2 separate regions of the Monodelphis domestica genome follow, and region 2 is linked to region 1. Evidence: chromatin contacts called from public Hi-C data. All regions are on one chromosome and are shown on one strand. Each heading gives the region's core, a stretch centred on a gene start, on an enhancer-like site or on the middle of the called end of the contact. The rest is flanking DNA. Distances are from core to core; before and after follow the strand shown.

Region 1 (3,131 bases), core at 425-2,924:
TCAAGCCAATTCCTTGTTCCAGTTGAGTCATAAACTTTTATGAGGTATTTACTTTGTGCTGGACACTGTGCTAAGCAATGGGGATACTGAAAAAGGCAAAAAAACAGCCCCTGCCACCAAGGAACTTACAGTCTAATGGGGGAGGGAGAGGGGGGAAATAGAGAGATATAAATTAATAATATTTTTTAAAAAAAGAAGAGTTAAGATAGTAAAGGTAGTAGAAGGAACACTGCTGGAAAAGTTGGAGGGGAATGGGATTGCTTGTGCAAATAGGACTAGCCTTGACAAGGAACTGGTCCACTTTTTCATTCAAGACAAGAGACAGCAGCAGAAAACATCGGAGTGATGTGAGAAGAGGAGAGGATGAGAGAGTTCTTGGCTAATAGCCTCAGTTTTTTCACTGAAATATAAGGCAAGGTTCTCACCTGAGAGGGAAGCCGTGGGATGGTTCAAGAAGGGTCAAAAAGGTTTTGGAAAGACCCAGTGGTAGGTGGAGTAGTAAATCCTTTAGAGAGGTACAAAAGAATTGTCTTGCCTTGATGAGGGCTCAGTTGAGAATATATCATTTTAAAACGATCTAGTGTGCTGAGATAGAAAGCAAACTGGACATCAGATCAGTTGGTTTGATGGGCTCAAGTCCCACCTCTAACATACTTGCCTGCGTCCCCACTCAAAATGTTTAGTTTCCTCATCTGTAAAATGGCGGTGTCTTCTTGGTTACTCTCTGGAATTTGCATAGGACCAGCCTTTGAGTTTAGTCTATGTTATTAACATTTTCTCCATCACTTTCTTAAGTCGAAACAATCAACCGAATGAGGTGTCAAACCCTCATTTGTAGTTTTTGCTTATTTCCAAGGTGTGATTGCAGACACTCAAGAATTTAATAATCGATTCTCAACAGCCAGAGCTTCCTTGCTGGGAATCTTTTCTTTCTTGTCTTTGGAAAATAGAATGCTATTTCTTCAGGTCTAAATTCATCCTCTTTGGGAAGGACCTATAATCTGTTTCTCTAGTACTGGAGCTTTCTACTCTTCTGTCATGTTCTTCTACTCACTTACCACTTGGTAGGAGTTTAAAAAAAAATAATATATGGGAGGGGAAAGATCGGTGGCTAAGAGAGCCAAGCCCAGAGATGAGAGGTCCTGGATTCAATTCTTTGTAATCTTTTGATTTCCTGTGTTCTTTCTAACATTTCTTTCATCCTCTCTAGAAACTCTCCATCTTCTCTATCAAACGAAAAGATAGAGATATTCTAAAACACTTTTGTTTTCTCCTCTAGTAGGGAGAGATCACCTTTCAGGGTAGCCCATGTAACCAGTGACCACCTTAGATAGGAACACAAGCAAAGTACTAATGCTTCAGACCAGTCACCAAAGTCATTTCCTTAGTATCTCTACCTCCTGGATTTTAAGTTGGGTTGCAGTGTTTTGGAGGCTCCCCCGGAAGCTCCCTCTGAAAACTGCCCTAGTAAATTGCCTGCTTGCTCTGGTGAAAGCAAGTTGCTGATTCCCCCAAATTTACAGCTAGAATGAATTGCCCATTGTTCAGAAAATTCATGCCTGTTTCCAGCCCTTCTATTAAGAAGAAAGGAAACAGCAGCTGCAGCTAGTAGGTATGGGATAAACAGGACAGGGCAGTGGGTGAATGGCTGAGAGCATGCTTTCTTTTGAAGCGCCCGTGCTCCCCACAGTGGTCGTTTCAAGAAGTATTTATTAAAGTTGTTATTTGGCTTCAAGCCCATGAGCGAGTTAGATTTTTGTGGAGAGTGAAATAAGAGTCCTTCATACATTTCTTCCTTTAATTTTATCTTCTTCATTTTGATTGTGTGCCTCAGGGTGCTAGTTTTTTTTTTTAATTAAATGAACAAGGGGGATGCATTAAAGTTAGCAGAGGAAAATGGCAGCCATGGTGATCCCAAAGGGCACTGGACACCAAGTCTGGGTTTTAATCCCAGCTCTGCCATGGTCAAGGTACTTTAATTTTTCCAAGCTTTAGCTTTCTCATCTGTGAAGGAGAGGGAGTTGTATGAACTGGTTTTGTAAGTTGCCTTTCAACTCTCTAATCCTGTGATTTTTATGATAAAGTGGATGGCTTTTAAAAAAAGAATATGTCAGATATTTCCTAGTTGTGTGACCCTGGGCAAGTCACTTCCCCCCCCTCCCCCTTACCATTCTTCTGTCTTGGAACTAAAGCATAGTATTGATTCTAAGATGGAAGGTAAAGGTTTTTTAAAAAAAAGAATATATGAGATTTAATGACATGTTGTTATTATTTTTCTATCCTTATATTCTCTCCATAAAAGATTACTATAGTCCTGCAATGATGGGTCTGAAAACAGATCAGGAAGTTCTTGGTGAGCTTGTGAAGATGAAGATTCCAGCTGTGGCAAATTTAATGGATCGCCATAATGTCATGTGGACCTTAGTAGTCTCCCGTTGGTTTATCTGTTTATTTATTGATATACTCCCAGTGGAGGTAAGGACTTAAGTACATTTCTCTATGACATTCCCTTCGCACTTTTTAAACCTTCAAATGTGTACATAAATCTTTTGGCATGCAAGTAAGTAGTATGCTTTTCCAATTTTGTTTTTCTACAGACGGTACTCCGAATTTGGGATTGTTTATTCTATGAGGGTTCAAAAATTATCTTTCGTGTGGCCTTAACATTAATTAAGCAACACCAAGCCTCTATTTTGGAAGCCACTAATTTCCCAGATATATGTGAACAATTTAAGCAGGTCACAAAAGGGACATTTGTCACAGAATGTCATACATTCATGCAGGTAAGCTTTTGTTTGTTTGTTTGTTTCCTGCTTGACCTAAAAGGAAAAGGTAGATATCCTTTGCAATAGACCAGAAATGGGTTTGCCTACAGTTCACAGGTCAAATGCAGCCCACCAGCCTGTTTTTATTTGGCTCACAAGTGAAAGAATGGTTTTTATATATTTAAAAGTTTGCTGCCCCCTCAGCTGCTAAAAATGATATTGTAAATTACTCTACACTTGTGTTGATCAATGTTTTATAAATTCAGGGACCACCCACTGTCTAAATGATGAGATATGTAGAACTTTGCTTCTCCTCATTCTGCTGCTTGGCTAATTTACTGCTCATCAGCATGGCTTTGAGGGCTT
Region 2 (2,883 bases), core at 204-2,703, 90 kb before region 1:
TGGTTAAGTGACTTGCCCAGCATCATACAGCTAGTAAGTGACTGAGGCCAGATTTGAACTCAGAAAGATGAGTCTTCTTGACCCTAGGGCTCATACTCTTTCCACTGTGCCACCCAGCTGCCCTTAAAATTAAAAAAGAAAAAAGGAAGGCAAGGACTCTAAGACTCAGGTTCAACTTAGTACCATAGGCTGTGGAGGAAAGAGCACCATCCTCCTTCACCCAGTCACAGGAAATCTAATGAAAGAAAAAAGCTACTGCCTCATAAGAGTCAAGGAATGAGTAACTTCAAGGCTAGTCCATCCCCACTCACACTCATTGCAGGTAAGATACTAACTGAAAGATTCTTCATCATCCCAAAGCATCCAAGTCCTTAAAAATTTCACCAAAGGGATGTAACTCCCATTACAATAGAAACACCTAATCCCAAATCATTTTTGTTGCTCACAGATTCCTCTGCTTCCCGAGATCTTATAAAATACCCATTATCTGCCTGGCACCGTGTGAGCTCCTGGGCGACACCAAAGAAAGAAGGCATTGCCCACAAAGAGCTGTTGGGGGTTGCAGGAATGGGGGAAGGTTGGAACTTGGGCTGTGCTTTGAAGGATGGAGTCAGTTTGAATTGCCAGGAGAGAAAGACGCAATGAAACTAATCAGTTAATCTTTTTTTTTTTAGACAAGCAACTGTTTGCTATAAGCAGCTATAACTCCCCGTGTGCCCCTGGCACACAGAGCCTGGCTGTCTCTGTCCATGCCTAGGGTGCCTGCGGGGCTGTTGTTGATAAATGCCAGAGAGCCTCTAAAAATAACTCTGGTACACTTGCAGCCTCCCAAGTTCTCCTTTAATTATTTATTGCCTAAGCTACAAATTCTGACATTCTAAAGGCCAGTGACTTTTCAGCAGCTGTTTGGATCGCCGGATCTGCCTTCTTCAGGTCATTCTGGATGACTGAAAACCAACAAGAACCCTGTTTCTCTATCACTAATGTTCTTCCATTGGTGGCACTTCTCAGTTCTGGGGGGTCCAAGTCCTGGGGGGTCCAAGCCGGGCTTTGGAAGGGATCCAAAACTCCCTCCGAATAAAAAGCCAGTTTTATTTGTTGCATAAATAGCCACTATGATAAATCATAACATCTGTGCCTGGACAGGTGCATTGTGGCTATTTTCTGGACGTAGGAATGTTCTTGGACTTTTGTAACTCATCTATTCCAAAGAAATGACAGAAGATATTTGCTAAAAGGAAACCTGTGTTGAAATAAAAAACAAATAAACCAGGAAAAGATCACTTTGGCCATGGAACTAGCCTGTTGTGTATAAGGGGATGTCCACATACCAGGTACTGGAAGGAGTGAGAAAAAAATCTGTTAACTCTCACTGCTAAAAATACTCGCTGACTCATACTTGAATGTGACCAGTGTTATTCTTCTCAGGCAGCTAAACACTAGGCCACGTGTTGCTGTGAAATTAGCTGGGTCAGGACATTTTTTTTTTTCAAAACAGTAGAAAGTCCCTTCTGCAGGGCGATTACTGGTAGTGAGAGCAATGATGACAATGGAAGTGGCACGGGATGTTGTGATTCATCACGCTATTCCCAGGGCCTAATGTGATTTATTTCACCTAAGTTAACTTGGTCTTTCTTATATGAAGCAAAATAAACACAGAGGAGAACACTGAAAATACATGGGGGGAAAGAAAGAAAAGAAAGAAAGGAAGGAAGGAAGGAAGGAAGGAAGAGGAAGGAAGGAAGGAAGAAAGAAAGAAGAAAGAAGAAGAAAGAAAGAAAGAAAGAAAAGAAGAAAGAAAGAAGAAAAAAGAAAGAAAGAAAGAAAGAAAGAAGAAAGAAAGAAAGAAAGAAAGAAAGAAAGAAAGAAAGAAAGAAAGAAAGAAAGAAAGAAAGAAAGAAAGAAAGGAAGGAAGGAAGGAAAGGAAGGAAGGAAGGAAGGAAGGAAGGAAGGAAGGAAGGAAGGAAGAGAAGAAAGAAAGAAAGAAAGAAAGAAAGAAAGAAAAGAAAGAAAGAAAGAAAGAAAGAAAGAAAGAAGAAGGAAGGAAGGAAGGAAGGAAGGAAGGAAGGAAGGAAGGAAGGAAGGAAGGAAGGAAGGAAGGAAGGAAGGAAGGAAGGAAGGAAGGAAGGAAGGAAGGAAGGAAGGAAGGAAGGAAGGAAGGAAGGAAGGAAGGAAGGAAAGAAATTAGGATAGGGGACAGCTAGGTGGCTCAGTGGATAGAGCATCAAGTCTGGAGCTGGAAGGATCTGAAACAAATGTGGCCACAGACAAATCCTAGCTGTGTCATTCTGGGAAAGTTACTTAACCCCATTTGCCTAGTCTTTGCTTTTCTCTCTTAGAGTTGTTCATAGGACAGAAAGTAAGAGTTAAAAAAAGAATTTAGGGTAATAATGTATATCTTCTGCCTCACAGGGTTTGTGAGAGGAAAGTAGTTCATATTCTTTAGAGCACTATAGAACATATTAGCAGTATAAGTCATTATTTTCACAATAATGATGGGCTTTGATATTCATTCTGTGAGATTTATGAACTTTATTTCCTCACTAGTAGATTGGATTTCAGTGGAATCAAGAAGACCTCAGTTCAATTCCAATCTCAGACACTAGCTGTGTGACCCTGGGCCAGTCACTTAATCCTGTCTGCCTCAGTTTCCTCATCTCTAAAATGATCTGGAGAAGGAAATGGCAAACCACTCCAATATCTTTACCAAGAAAATCCAAAAATGGGGTCATGAAGAGTCTGACACAACTGAAAGTGACTGAACAACAACACCTAGCCTTCATATCCCAGGTGAATTCACCCTTAAGACAAGTAAGCCTGTGTGCATGCTCATTCAGCCAAGCAAAATAACCTATTAAAAGCCACTTTGCAATGCAAAGTAGG

Evidence for each region. A called contact is a pair of places that touch in the nucleus more often than the background predicts.
Region 2: a Hi-C map of spleen and liver shows a contact between it and region 1, with 11 times the contacts expected there. The contact joins two enhancer-like sites. A contact is called at or near these places in 2 of 2 Hi-C or Micro-C datasets (limb and spleen and liver).

Annotation. Positions count from the first base shown.
Region 1 is chr8:185,674,109-185,677,239 of mMonDom1.pri, reverse strand. GRTP1 (growth hormone regulated TBC protein 1) reads left to right here. Exons shown (of 8, transcript XM_056807436.1): 6 at 2,303-2,475; 7 at 2,598-2,783. Among named protein-coding and RNA genes, the nearest start is that of LAMP1, 51 kb to the right of the region's middle. Within about 2 kb of position 1,674, at least 1 of the 2 cell types and tissues checked has open chromatin away from gene starts, as enhancers often do.
Region 2 is chr8:185,764,216-185,767,098 of mMonDom1.pri, reverse strand. No RefSeq gene overlaps it. Among named protein-coding and RNA genes, the nearest start is that of GRTP1, 38 kb to the right of the region's middle. Within about 2 kb of position 1,453, at least 1 of the 2 cell types and tissues checked has open chromatin away from gene starts, as enhancers often do.